Linked DNA regions of Mus musculus: region 2 is linked to region 1. Evidence: chromatin contacts called from public ChIA-PET data. All regions are on one chromosome and are shown on one strand. The core of a region is the stretch at or near the end of the contact, and the rest is flanking DNA. Distances in the headings are between cores, read along the strand shown. Region 1 overlaps Adap1 (ArfGAP with dual PH domains 1). Region 2 holds the start of Cox19 (cytochrome c oxidase assembly protein 19).

Evidence for each region. ChIA-PET counts read pairs in DNA pulled down with a chosen protein or histone mark.
Region 2: a contact with region 1 is called in an RNA polymerase II ChIA-PET map of effector CD8 T cells, with 105 read pairs. The contact joins the promoter of Cox19 here to the enhancer-like site in region 1. A contact is called at or near these places in 3 of 39 promoter capture datasets (the 3T3-L1 cell line, 3T3-L1-derived adipocytes and trophoblast stem cells), 1 of 15 datasets of contacts at CTCF or cohesin (CD8 T cells), 3 of 484 Hi-C or Micro-C datasets (CD4 T cells, bone marrow-derived macrophages and nephron progenitors), 11 of 115 datasets of contacts at active chromatin or transcription factors (CD8 T cells, the HPC-7 cell line, the SCID.adh cell line and 4 more) and 3 of 9 other capture datasets (adipose tissue, liver and pancreatic islet).

The regions. Positions count from the first base shown.
Region 1 is chr5:139,301,630-139,308,735 of GRCm38.p6, forward strand. Adap1 (ArfGAP with dual PH domains 1) reads right to left here. Exons shown (of 11, transcript NM_172723.4): 2 at 6,113-6,243; 3 at 675-766. Among named protein-coding and RNA genes, the nearest start is that of Adap1, 20 kb to the right of the region's middle. Within about 2 kb of position 2,137, at least 64 of the 459 cell types and tissues checked have an H3K27ac peak or open chromatin away from gene starts, as enhancers often do. A contact at or near this core is called in CD8 T cells, the SCID.adh cell line and effector CD8 T cells, where this site is marked.
Region 2 is chr5:139,342,883-139,349,988 of GRCm38.p6, forward strand. Cox19 (cytochrome c oxidase assembly protein 19) reads right to left here and starts at 2,284. Exons shown (of 3, transcript NM_197980.1): 1 at 2,190-2,284. The coding sequence starts at 2,271.

The DNA of each region.
Region 1 (7,106 bases), core at 887-3,386:
CTAGCCTCTCTGTCCCTCTTCCTGAAGTTTCTTGATACCAGGTGGCTGGTGCCATCAGGTAGCTTCTTACATCTCCCACCCAAACCACCAGGAGCATCCAAGAGGCCCAAGGTTCGCTTAGGACCCCGAGAAGGGACCTTGATAGCTCCCCAGTGCTCTAAGGCACACCCAGAAGCTACAAGCATAAAACCACGATGGTGGTTCATGCCTGTTTTCTAGTACTCAGGAGGCTGAGGCAGGAGGGTGAGGAGTTACAGGCTAGCTTAGGCTACCTACAGATCAAGATGCTTCTATAAAGGGAAAACAGGTAGATAGATAGATAGATAGATAGATAGATAGATAGATAGATAGATAGATACATACATACATACATACATACAGACATACAGACATACAGTCATACATACAGTCATACAGTCATACATACAGTCATACAGTCATACAGTCATACATACATATATACATACAGTCATACATACATAAATGGATAGAGGCCAGGTAGTAGAGATAGCCAAGGCCCTTCTCACTGGGCTCCTGAGGGCCTGTCCCATAATCTTTCCCCAAATACTAAAAGTCTCAGTCCCCTCTGAGTGTCCCATAGGCCCGCCCAGTGCCACCCAGGGCCAGGCCCAGTGCTGTTTACCAGCTCCTGACAGAGGCCTTTCTGTACTCACTGGCAGTCGGAGAACGTGGGCCGGTAGTAGAAGGGCGGTACTTTGGACTCAAATGTGGCTCTGGCAGCCTCGTTCCCATGAGATGCCATGAACTGCAAGAGAGAGGAGCATGGTCAGAGCCAGGGACCCCTGGATCCTGGGACAGTGGTGGCTTCTGGGTAACTGCTCCCCTTTAGGCCACTGCAAGGTCATCTGACCCAGAATGTTGCCCTTGGGATGGAACTCCTAGATCCATCCTGTCTCAGGATGGGCTCCCAGTAAGCAGGGAAGAATAGGATATAAAAGGAGTGCCCTAAAGAAAAGGCCCAGAAGGGCCAGTGATGTGGCCCAGCAGGTTAAAATACCTTCCACACCAACCAAATGATCCAAGTTCAATTCCTGGTCCTGTGGTAGAAGAAGTGAGCTAAGTCTTGAAAGTTATCTTCTGATGACCACAAGTTCAGTATGGCATGTGTGAGCTTGCACTTATCCACATACCATACAGGGATTTACACACACAATAATAAAATGCATTAAATTCAGGGGTCAATGATGTAGCTCAGTGTCACCAAGCCCAAAAACCTGAATTAGATCCTTGGAACCTACACAAGAGAGGATCAACTCCTGGATGTTGTCCTCTGACCTCCACACATGCCATGCGCATGTGTACCCTCACACATACACATATGCACACACAAACCCACAAGTATATAACTGTAGTAACATTTTAAAAGCAACTCATATACCTGCAAGATAGCTCAGTGAAGAAAGGTGCTTGCTGTTTATTAAATTAAAAATTAAAAACAACCTTCAGGGGTTGGAGATGGAGCTCAGCAGCAGAGCCCCTGCCTAGAATCCCCCAGGGAGGGGCTGGGGTGTGGCTCAGTGGTAAAGCCCCTGCCTAGAATCCTCCAGTGAGAGCTGGGGGCGTGGCTCAGTGGTAGAGTCCCTGCCTAGAATCCCCCAGTGAGGGGCTGGGGGTGTGGCTCAGTGGTAGAGCCCCTGCCTAGAATCCCCCAGTGAGGGGCTGGGGTGTGGCTCAGTGGTAGAGCCCCTGCCTAGAATCCCCCAGTGAGGGGCTAGTGATATTAGACTCCAGAATCCATAACTGATACTGAAATAAAACAACAAAACAAAACCTCAACTCTCAAGGTGAGGTGATTCAGCTGTTAAAGTTCTTGTCTCATAAATGTGATAGCTTGACCCCATGTAAAAAGCTGATGCCGAGACATTCCCTGGTAACCCAGCAATGTCAAGATAGAAAGCAGAGAGACACGTGCAAGATCAGTGGCCAGTTTGCTTAGCCTATTGGCAAAGTTACAAGCCAACAAGAGGCTCTATTACAAAGAGCAGAAGGTGCCTGGGAAGGTGCGACACCCAAGGCTGTCCTCTGACCTCTGCACACGCTTGCACCTGTACACGCATATGCACTAGGTGACAAGCAGTCGCTCTCTGAGTCTGTCTGAGTATGCTGTAAACCACAAGAAAGGCTGATCAGTTTGACTAAGCCATGACAAAAAAAAATTTCCATGTCAAAAACCACCATGAGTAAAACCAAGACACTTGTGAAAATCTATTTTCTATGAGCCTGCTTCTTGGTTGGGCGAGTTTCCTGAACAGGTCAAAAAACCCCAAGAGGGTAAAAGCAATGAAGATGGCAGGGCCGCTAAGAGCAAAGAGCAAAGAGCAAGCTGAGGATAGAAAAACTCTCTCAGCCACCGGGCAGTGGTAGCGCACGCCTTTAATCCCAGCACTTGAGAGGCAGAGGCAGGCAGATTTCAAAATTTAAGGCCAGCCTGGTCTATAGAGTGAGTTTGAGAGAGAGAGAGAGAGAGAGAGAGAGAGAGAGACAGAGACAGAGACAGAGACAGAGACAGAGAGAGAGAGAGAGAGCAAAGCTCTCTCAGAACCTTCAGCTCAAGATGAGGACCCAACTTCCCCAGGAAAAGCATACACCACTAGGTCCACACAGGTGCACCAGCTGGGATGTGGCGCAACCTCTTCTACTTTCGCTGGAGTCCTCTATGGCGGGATCCGGCAAGACTCTCCCGAGCTGCCAAGCTGCCTAGCCTCGGACCTTCCACCTCCACCTCCAAGAATGTAGGTCAACAGTGAGTTCCCAGAAGCACAAATGTCACACTGAGAAGCAGCTTGGGGGACCCAATCATTACAGAGAGATAGGACTGAAAGTAACCCGAGGCTGGCCATCTTTGTACTCAGGAGGCTGAGGCAGGAGGATTGTGAGTGTGAGATTGTTCTGGGTTATAAAGAGAGACTGTGTCTTAAAACTGAAAGAGAAAAAGAAGTAGGGTGTGGTGATGTAGATGTAAGGTCGGCACTCTGAGGTGGAGGCAGGAAGATCAAGGTTCAAGGTCATCCTTAGCTACATAGTGAGGTAGAGCCAGCCTGGGCTACATGAGACCCCTGTCTTTCACAACCTAAAAAGGGGACAAAGAAGAAAGATAAAAAGAAACAGGAAATAGAAGGGGAAAGAAAGAATGATCTAAGTGTGTCCATGCAGAGACAGCGAGCAAGGTCCACATACTCTAGAGACCATGGCAGAATACAGGAAAGACAAAGCAGTCCCTATATGTGGGTTAAAGACACGCATGAGCATACAGACAGACATTTTCCAAAGGAAGCACAAAGCACTGGTCACTGGCGGCCTCTGGGGTGAGAAGCCAAAACCAGGGGAAGGGGGGGCTCTCACACTGTCAATCCTCCGCTGAGCCTGGCAAATGTGCCCCCATGCACAACAGTAGCAGATTATTAAAACACACCAAATAGCAGGCAGGCTCGGTAGTGATGCCAGTCATCCCAAGTACTCATAAGGTTGAGAAAGGAAGACTGTAAGTACCAGGCCAGCTACAGAGTGAGATTCTGTCATTTCAGTGTGTGTGTGTGTGTGTGTGTGTGTGTGTGTGTGTGTGTGTGTGTGTGTGTGTGTGTTTGAGACAGGGTTTCTCTGGACAACAGAGCCTTGGTTGTCCTGGACTTGTTCTGTAGGCCAGGCTGGCCTCAAACCCACAGAGATCTGCCTGCCTCTGCCTCCCGAGTGCTGAGATTAAAGGCATGAACCACCATGTCTGGCTATTTCACTTTTTAAAAGTCGGGGACTCCATACTGTAGCCCTGGCTGGCCTGGAGCTTGTTGTGTAAATAAGGCTGGCCTTGAACTCAGAGATCTGCCTGCCTCCGCTGAAATCAAAGGTGTGCACCACCACGTTCAATTTTATTTATGTTTGTTTGTTGGTTTACTGTGTTTCCGTGCCCACATGCTACAGCTCACACACAGAGGTGAGTGTCGACCTGGAAGTCAGTTTTCTTCCTCCACCATGTGGGTCCCAGGGACTGAACTCAGAGATAGGGCTTCTCTGTGTAGCCCTGGCTGTCCTGGAAATCATTCTGTAGACCAGGCTGGCTTCCAACTCAGAGATCCTCCTGTCTGTGCCTCCCGAGTGCTGGGATTAAAGGCGTGCGCCACCACCTCCCAGTACAGAAAAAAACTTTTTAAAAGATATTAGACAAAAAAAATCTTGAAAAAAGTAAGTCAAGAATGGTGACACACACTCACTATCCCCAGAGACAGGAGGATTAGGAGTTCCAAGTCAGCCTTGGACACATCACAAGTTCCAGGCTGGCCTGCACATGAGACCCTGTCTCTGAAACCCAACCAAACAACTGAAGAACACTGAGAACAGTATACAAGCCTTGAAATGTGAAAGACTGCAGAGAGTGCTGGAAAAGTAGGAGTACCATCCTCTGGGAGGGGGCCTGTGGTCCAAGCCCAGACTCCTCCAAGAGCCTGGGAACTGGCCTAGGCTGACGTTCCCTTTCCTAGTCAGAGTCAGGCCTGGCCAGAGACAACAGCATCTTATCATTGTGTCTCTGCTGGTACTGCCTCATGGAATCACTGGACCAAGGCCAGTCTGCCCTTAACACAAAGATTGAGACCCTCTTCTTCTCTAGGACAGTGAAGAGGGTGACTTGGAAGATTACCAAGTCTAACTGCCTAGAATCCCCCAGGGAGGGGCTGGGGGCGTGGCTCAGTGGTAGAGCCCCTGCCTAGAATTCCCCAGTGAGAGGTTGGGGGCGTGGCTCAGTGGTAGAGCCCCTGCCTAGAATCCCCCAGGGAGGGGCTGGGGGTGTGGCTCAGTGGTAGAGCCCCTGCCTAGAATCCCCCAGGGAGGGGCTGGGGTGTGGCTCAGTGGTAGAGCCCCTGCCTAGAATTCCCCAGGGAGGGGCTGGGGCATGGTTCAGTAGTAGAGCCCCTGCCTAGAATCCCCCAGTGAGGGGCTGGGGGCGTGGCTCAGTGGTAGAGCCCCTGCCTAGAATCCCCCAGGGAGGGGCTGGGGCATGGTTCAGTAGTAGAGCCCCTGCCTAGAATCCCCCAGTGAGGGGCTGGGGGTGTGGCTCAGTGGTAGAGCCCCTGCCTAGAATCCCCAGGGAGGGGCTGGGGTGTGGCTCAGTAGTAGAGCCCATCATCCCAGCTAGGAATATGCTTCCCCAACCTGTCAGTGTTTGTTCACACTCTATATGGGGATCTGTCCTATGCTGGCCACACACTCTGCCACACTAACAGCATCCCAGCAGCTACCCTGTGTCCTGGGCCTGTGTTCACACCCATTTCCCACCCCTGCCTTCCCAGAGGGCAGCAATGCCTATTCCTTGCTCAGCTCCCCAAGCCAGCCACACAGTATGTGCCCATGTGAGGTGAATAGATAGATGTATGTAGGTATGGGTGCATGCATGGAAGGATGGGGGTGAATAGAAAGGCAGGTGGGTAAATGTATGGAGTTATAGATGCATGAATGGATGGATACATAGCTGATGAATGAGTGGATGGGTGGGTAGATGAATATATAGGTGGATATATATATATATGTATGTGTGTGTATATATATATATATATGTATATATATATATATATATATATATAGCTGGGTGGGAGGATGAATGGAGGGATAGTTGAATGTAAGGATAAATTGATACATGGATGAGTGGATGAGTAGGCAGATGGATGGGTGGATGAAAAGATGGATAGACAGATGCCTGGTTGGTTGGCTAGATGAACTGATGAGTGGGTGGATGGATGGATGGATGGATGGATGGATGGATGGATGGATGGATGGATGTGTGGACGGATGGATAGGTAGGTAGATGGATGAAGAGTGTGGGTGGATGGATGGGTCGATAGCTAGATGGAAGAATGTGGGTGGATAGATGGACAAATGCTTTGATTTTTGTTACCACGTGGCTCCTCAAAGGATCAGCCATGAAACCGTCAGTTTCAGCCAGCCCAAGTTTCCTTAAAGCTTGTGCTCTATGCCACAGCCTATGACAGCCCAGACCCTGAAGGGGCCCATTGCCTGGAGATGAAGGAGCTAGGGTCATCCCCATATATGGACACAGGGTACCCATGCCCCTCTCTCCATCCAGTGCCCCTCTCCTGACTCATACCTCAACTTGGGCCTCATCCCAGGCATCCAGACGGACTGACTTCACCTTGCTGACCTGGGGGATGTTCCGGTGGATCCCAGAGCAGCTCAAACAGATGAACACACCCAGGGTGTAGGACGCCCAGTCAGGATCTAGAAGGGAAGGGCAGAGGTCAGGGAAGCTCACCTAGGAGTCCAGAGCACGCCCATGAGGAAAGTCAGGTCAGGAAGGTAGGACATAGAATCCAATAGAGGGCCATGACAGGGGGTGGCGGTGATAGAACTGAGGGCTTGAGCACACTGGACCAGAGCTCTACCACTGAGCCAAAGCCTAGCCACTCACCAGGGCAGCAGTTCTCAACCTGTGGGCCATGACCCCTTTAGGGGTTGAACTGGGGTCACATATCAGATATCCTATGTATGAAATATTTACTATTTATAGCCATAGCAAAATTACAGTTATGAAGCAGTAGTGAATAATTTTATAGTTGGGTGGGTCACCACAATATGAGGAATTGTATTAAAGGGTCATATCATTAAGAAGGTTGAGAACCACTGCACTAGGGCATTCTAGGCAGGGGCTCAACCACTGAGCCACGCCCCCAGCCCCTCCCTGGGGGATTCTAGGCAGGAGCTCTACCACTGAGCCACGCCCCCAGCCCCTCACTGGGGGATTCTAGGCAGGGGCTCTACCACTGTACCACACTACCAGATCTCTTTACCTTTTATTTTGAAACACAGTCTCAGTAAGCTACTGAGGATGGACTAGAACTCATTCTGTAACCCAGGAATACCCTGAACTTTTTGACTCTCTTACTTCAGCCTCCCAAAATGCTGAGATTACAGGCCTGAAAATCCTGCACCAGTTAAGAATCTGTAAAAAACTGTTTTTTAATTACATTCTTTCTTTTTTTAAATTTTAACAGTCTTCTGTGTGTGAGTGTTTTGCCTGCACGTGTGTGTACTTTGTGTGTTCCTGGTACCCAAGGAGGCCAGAAAAGGGTCTTAGATCTGGA
Region 2 (7,106 bases), core at 1,034-3,533, 41 kb after region 1:
TGGGGAGATGGCTTACTGGCTATGAACACTGGCTGCTCTGACAGAGACCTGAGTTTGGTTCCTGATACACACATTGAGCAGCTAACAAATGCCTGTAACTTCAGCTCCAGGCTATCAAAAACCTGCTTCTGGCCACCAAGGGTGCCTGCATACAAATGGTGTATATACAAACTCAGATGCACACACATACACATAAACTTAAAAAAATTATAATAAAGCCGGTCATATTGGCACACACCTTTAATTCTAGCATTCAGGAGGCAGAGGCCGGTGGATCTTTGTACATTTGAGTCCAGCCTGGTCTACGCAGCGAGTTCCAGGACAGCCAGGACTACATAGTGAGACCCTGCCTTTGAAAAAAAAATGAAGAATCAATAACGAATTGAAATAAAAATTTTAAATGGAAAATTTCCCAATGAAATGTTGGCAATGAAATCATAATCTAAAAATAGTGAGATGGCTCAGTGGGTAAACACGCTTGCCACCAAGGCTGACAACCTAAGTTTGATCTCTGGGACACACGTGGGGGTGGAGAGATCCCAGTTTTCCACAGTTTGTCCTCTGACTATATACGTGTCATGGCATATCCCCAAACACACTAAATAAATAAGCATAACTTAAAAAATACAGAGGCAGGCGGATTTCTGAGTTCGAGGACAGCCTGGTCTACAGAGTGAGTTCCAGGACAGCCAGGGCTACACAGAGAAACCCTGTCTCGGAACCCCCCCCCCCAAAAAAAAAACCCAAAAAACCAGTAATCTCTAAAGCTGTCCCTGGAGCTGGAGTCTCTACAGCAGTTCACCGAAGCGTCTAATCTACACTAACAGCTGCCGTTTCTACACTAACACGAGGGCTGAGGGCTGCTGCATCTCTCAGGGCTGTGTGCTGGTGGTAGGACTTGTGGGGAGGTCTGTGTGCTGGTGGTAGGTGGGGGGGGGGGGGATGTCCTATGTGCTGGTGGTAGGCAGGGCAGTCTTTTCTTTTTTTAATTATTGTAGTGCTGAGGACTGGACTCAGGTTCCTGTGCGTGCCAGGCACCAGCTCGGCCTCTGTAATCTGAATCTCCAACTCTCTCCCAGTTTGTTTGTTTTTTTTCTTTCCCATGTTCCAGTTTCCCAAAAGGCCTGTTAACTGCAGACTTCAGAACGGTGACTAGAAATCCTCCAGGCTGGAGGCGTGGCTCAGAGGTGAACACTCGCCTAGCATGTGCCAAACCCGGGCTTTCAGCCCCAGTGTTAGATATCAAAAAGCTTTTTGAAAATATTTCCTTGCCTAATGTTCACGGCAGACCCAGAGCCTGGAGCTAGGGGAGGGTGGGTATGTCCTGCGCTGAGCTGAGCTGCCGCCAGGGGGCCTAACATCAAGCTCCGTTCCAGGAGGCCTGTCACCATCCTATCACATTAGCCCCAAGTCTTACTTGGAGAGCCATGACATGTGGCCCTCTGAAATAGGGGCCCTCAAGACTCAGTTTCTCTGACTGCACCCCCACAGTGCTCTGAGCACGCCCAGCCCCACTACCCGGGAAGGACCTGTAATATTAACTGCTCTGCATCCAGGGTCCAGTACCTCAGACCCCACCCACCATTTCTAGCATCCTGTCATCAACACACATGACAATGCCACCCAGGTCTATAACCCCACACACTGTCCCTCATATTCAGCTCCTTCACTTTGGCTCTCAGACCTTCGATCCAGCACCCTAGGCCCTGTCACATCCAACATCTAACTCTTCAGACATTACACCTAAATCCAGCAACTCTGACCCGGCCACTCAAATCTAGTACCTTAGGCTCTGCCACCCAGATCTACAACCCCAGGCCCTGCCATCCAAACCCAGTGCCCCCAAACCTGCCATCTATAGCAAAGAGACAACACTCCAGTCTCTGCCACCCAGACCCAGCAGCCCAGACCCTGAACCCAGATCCAGTACCCCTGACCCTGCCACCCAGATATCCTGCACCCATAACTCTGTCACCCAAACCCAGTACCCCAGTACCCCTGACCCTGCCATCTAGAACCAGTATCCCAGATCCTGCCACCTACTTCCAATACCCCTGATCCTGTCACCGAGAAACAGCACTCCCTACCACTCAGACTCAGCACCCGAGACGCTGCCACCCAGATTCAGTATTCCTAACTCTGCCACCCGATCCCAGGCCGCCATCAGCCTGTGCCTCGCCTCGCCTCACCGAAGTGGTCCAGCGGGAAGCTGCCTTTGTCTGGGGGCCGCGGCTGGAAGCTTTTGGTCCCGAAGTTCATTGCGGTCGACATCACGGCGAAATCCAGAGCGGAGAGCGACGGCGACGCAGGGCAGATGGCTGAACACCGAGCGGGTCCAGGAAGCGTCGAGCTAGTCGAGCGGACGACTGGCCCCACCCCGAGTCCACCCAGGCTCCACCCACCAAGCCCCGCCTCACCTATCTAGCCCCGCCCCTGCCGTGTTGCGAAAGGATCTGCCCTTGGTTTCCAGCCCTCTGAGAAGCAGAAAGAAGCCTGGCAGTCATCTTTTGGTACTGATTAGCAAATAAGGACAGAAAGATGCAGCCATTTGCCCGAGGACACCAGTCTGTGCCCCGGGATCTTCATCCCACCCATCTGTCTTCCAGGGACTGAGTTTCCCATCTACTCAGAGGGAAAGAAGCACACTAAAGGAGGGGTGGCTAGCTTACTGCCAGTGCCGTGACACAGTGATACAAACGGGTTTTACAAACAGAAAATAAAGCAGGGTGCAGTCCCTCACACCTGTAGACAGCGCTTAGGGGGCTGAGGCAGAAGGATTGCCTGAGTTTTCAGCAAACCTGGGCTATGTAGCCAGTCCCACAAAACAAAAGAAAATCTCCCCAAAGGGCATCTTCTGTGGTTCAAGAGACCAGAAGTCTGATCCTAAGGTGTTGGTCATCAGCCCTCTTGTGGCCTGCTGTCCCTGCTGTCTGTTCCAGGGAGCCCAGGTTCTCTCCCAGCCTCTGAGATGTTCTGTCAATTTTAGGTAATTCTGGGCTGCTAGATATCTCCCTCCGGGGCCTCCACTTCTGGGAACATTCTCCCATGTTTCTGTATCCAAGTATTCCTTTTATGACATTGCCACACCGGGGTAGGGCCATCCCAACAATCAATTCTCTTTCCTTCCTTCCTTCCTTCCTTCCTTCCTTCCTTCCTTCCTTCCTTCTTTGCTGTCTGATTTTCTTTTTTCTTTCTTTCCTTCCTCCCTTCTTCCCTTTCTCTTTTTCTCTCTCCCTCTTTCCCTCTTTCCCTCTTTCTCTCTCTCTCTCTCTCTCTCTCTCTCTCTCTCTCTCTCTCTCTCTCTCTCTTTCTTTTGAGACAGGGTTTCTCTGTAGCTCTGGCTGTCCTGGAACTCTGTAAACCAGGCTGGCCTTGAACTCAGAGATCCACCTGCCTCTGCCTCCCAAGTGCTGGGATTCAAGTTGTGCTCCACCATGCTCAGCTCATCCCAACAATTTTAACCTCTGCTGCTTACATCTGCCACAACATTATTTCAAAAGGTCCTGGGGGCTGGGACTGTGCCAGGTGGATTTGGGGGGGACTGTTCTATGGTAGTGGGGTGCACTCTACTGACTCTTTGCTGTTGTTATGGCAATAACACCCATACCCAGCACCCCTGCTTTTCAGCTTGGGGACAGAGAAGAGCACTCGCACCCTGCCACCCTGCACTGCTGTCAGTGTAGGACATTGGCCGTCATTCCATCTCAGCCACACATGAATGCTATGTTCTACACTACACCAGGCCCTGGCAGTGAGCAGAATGGGCTCAGTGGGCTCCTAGCAGCTCCTTGGGGCCAGCTCTTCCTCTACAGTCCCTTGATGAATCCCAACATCACTGACGCAGAAGCAGAAACAATTCCCAGGGGCTGCAGAGAGGTGCTTGACCGGCAGATCTACTCAGTCTCTCCTGTCTTGCTGGACTCCCCTCCTCCACAGGCACTGGATCCCATCCTGCCTTCCTGTCTGGGAGGCTGGATTTAGCAGATCTACAGGCTGCCTTCAGAGGAGTACCATCTCCCTGCCAGACCTCCAGCAAGCCCATTCCAGGTCTGCTTCCAATCACCTCTCAAAACGGGGCCTGGAGGGATGAACTCAGCTGGCAAGGACACTCACTATAGCAACATGAGGACCTGAGTTCAAATCCCTAGAGCCTCCCACCCCCACCCCCAAAAGCCAGGCTGGGTAGCATGGGCCTCTAATCCCAGCATTGTAAGGGGTGCCTTGCTGGCTGCCAGCCTGGCTCCAGGTTCAGCCAACACCCTGTCACAAGGGGATAAAGGGGAGAGAGAGAGCAGGGCAGCTGATGTCCTCCTCTGGTTTCCACATGTGTATGGGGTATACACATCTCACATCTGCACATCAGAGAGAGAGAGAGAGAGAGAGAGAGAGAGAGAGAGAGAGAGAGAGAGAGTTATAGAGAGACTTCAGAAGGAAAGCTGTACTTTGTTGATATCATAGAAACAGCTCTTTTGCACCTTTCCCATGCCTGGGACCAGAGGCCATACACTGAGTTATTCATTAATGCTTTCTGGACTGTGAACAATGGTGTCTTTTATGACTCAGCAAGCAGCCCTTTTCCACTTAAAATAAGAAGACATCTCTGTCCCTGGGGTGGCAGACCTTCTGTCAGGCATCCCAAAGAACCAAGAAAGCAGCAGGGGCTGGTGTCTGGGCTATGAAAGCAACTTTTAACCTGCCATTCCTCGGAAATGGCTACTGCCTTGTATGAATGCTTTTGTGTTATTTGTTTTGGTTTAAGATGGGTACTCACTGTGCAGCTCTGGCTGGCCTTGAACTCACTAAGTTCTGCCTCCCTCTGCCTTGGAAGTACTGGTTTTCCAAGGGTTGTGATCAAAGGTGTGTACCACCCTGCACAGTGTGTGTGTGTAGCTGGATACACCTGTGTTTGTGTGTGTGTGTAGCTGGATGCACCTGTGTGTGTGTGTGTGTGTGTGTGTGTGTGTGTGTAGCTGGATGCACCTGTGTGTGTGTAGCTGGATGCACCTGTGTGTGTGTGTGTAGCTGGATGCACCTGTGTGTGTGTGTGTAGCTGGATGCACCTGTGTGTGCACATGTGGAGACCACAGAAGGACGTCAAGCATCTTCTTCCACATTGCTTTGAGGTGGGGACTCTCTGGATTGGAAGCTCATCATTTTTGGCAAAGCTGGTTGGCCAGCAAGCTCTCAAGATCCATTTGTTTCTGTTTCCTAGATGGGGTTGCTGGCATGCACAGCCATGCCTGGCTTTTTATGTGAGTGTTAGGGATTCAAACTCAAGCCCTCATGGTTGTGTGAAAGAACTCATGACCACTATTCCAGTCCACTCAGGCTGACCATGGGAGCATGGTTATGTCCTTAGACTGTTAGTGTTCTACACCTGGGCTCTTCCAGGCTACCCAGGCTTCCTCCCAGCAAGGCACTAGGGCCTCAAAACTTGGTGTGAGGGGCTGGTGAGATGGCTCAGCAGGTAAGAGCACCCGACTGCTCTTCCGAAGGTCCGGAGTTCAAATCCCAGCAACCACATGGTGGCTCACAACCATCCCTTACGAGATCTGACTCCCTCTTCTGGAGAGTCTGAAGACAGCTACAGTGTACTTACATATAATAAATAATAAATCTTAAAAAAAAAAAAAAACTTGGTGTGAACTATATCTCTCAATACCCTAGCTTCTGGGGTGCTAACAGCATCCATACAGTGTGGGAAATACAGACCCCTTCTGATAGAAGATGACAACATCGTATTACTCAAAGAACCTATGATAGGGACCATCTATGTGGCCACCTTTGGTGGGTATTGACCTCCACACCAGGTCAAGGATAGATGTAGCCCGAGCCAGTCAATCAGAGCTCTGCATGCAGGGATAGCCTGGGGCATCCCTCAGTCTGGCCCCACCAAGTCTGATGAGAACAGACCCTCAGTAGATTGAGTAACCGTGGGAGACAGTTGGCGCCACACCTTTGTTGGGTGTGGAGAAATTCCATAAAAATTTAAAAAAAGAGAACAGCCCCAGGGCTGGGGACTTAGCTTAGTAAAGCTAAGATTTAATCCTCAGTGTGTGTGCGCACACGCGCACACACACACACACACACACACACACACACACACACACACGGCCTGATGGTGCACCCCTGCAGTGCCAGCCTGCACTCTGGGGAGGGGATCAGGTCAACTTAGTCAACCTGGGGTACACAAATAGACCCTGTCTTTAAACACTTAGGATGGGGATGCAATTCAATAGTAGAGTGTTAGGTCTCAAACCTGGGGAAAAATAACTAAATGGAGGTACCTATTTAACATATCAAAGCAGACCTGGCTGCCAGGTTCTCCCAGCATCCCTTGCCTCCTACTTGTTATAAGGTGGGTATGGCTGGCATATCATGCCCTCTGTCCTAAACTTCTCCCGCTGAGGGGCTGGGCTGCTCTGCCCCACAGCTGAATTTCCCTCTATAATCCAGCCATTTTGGTTATCCGGCTCTTTTCACGTCCCCTTTACTCTCTTAGCCCTCCAGTCTCTACCACCCCTCTCCTCACATGGCCCTGCTCAGGGTCATGTTCACTTTGGACTCTCCCAGATGCCCCTGCCTCCAGTTATGCTTGCCCTCATATCTACAACAAACTTCCCCATCCCTAGGAGAGGTCATATCCTTCCTTTTTATTTCTTTTTTATTCTTTTATCGAATACCTGCCTAGGATCCCCCAGTGAGGGGCTGGGGGCATGGCTCAATGGTAGGGCACCTGCTTAGCAAGCAATGGGTTTGATTCCCAGCAATAACCACAAGAAATGATAACAAACTCCAGCACCTTCGCTCAGAATCTACTTTGCAACTCTCATGGCTGTGCAGTGTCAAGTCTTACTATATAGGACGCGCTGCTCCAGAGCTCACACTCCTCCTGCCTTAGCCTCTCCAGAGCTGGGGTCACAGGTGTGCTCACCTCCCTCCATTCTGCCCTCATATCTTTAGCCGATTGCTTTGCGACAGCTTAAGGCGGGGAACAACAGAAACACTCACCCCACCACGCCCAGCACAGCAGAGGAGGCCCATGTCTAATTCTGGGTACACAGTCATGTAAACTCTTTCTCCCTCCCTCCCTCCCTCCCTCCCTC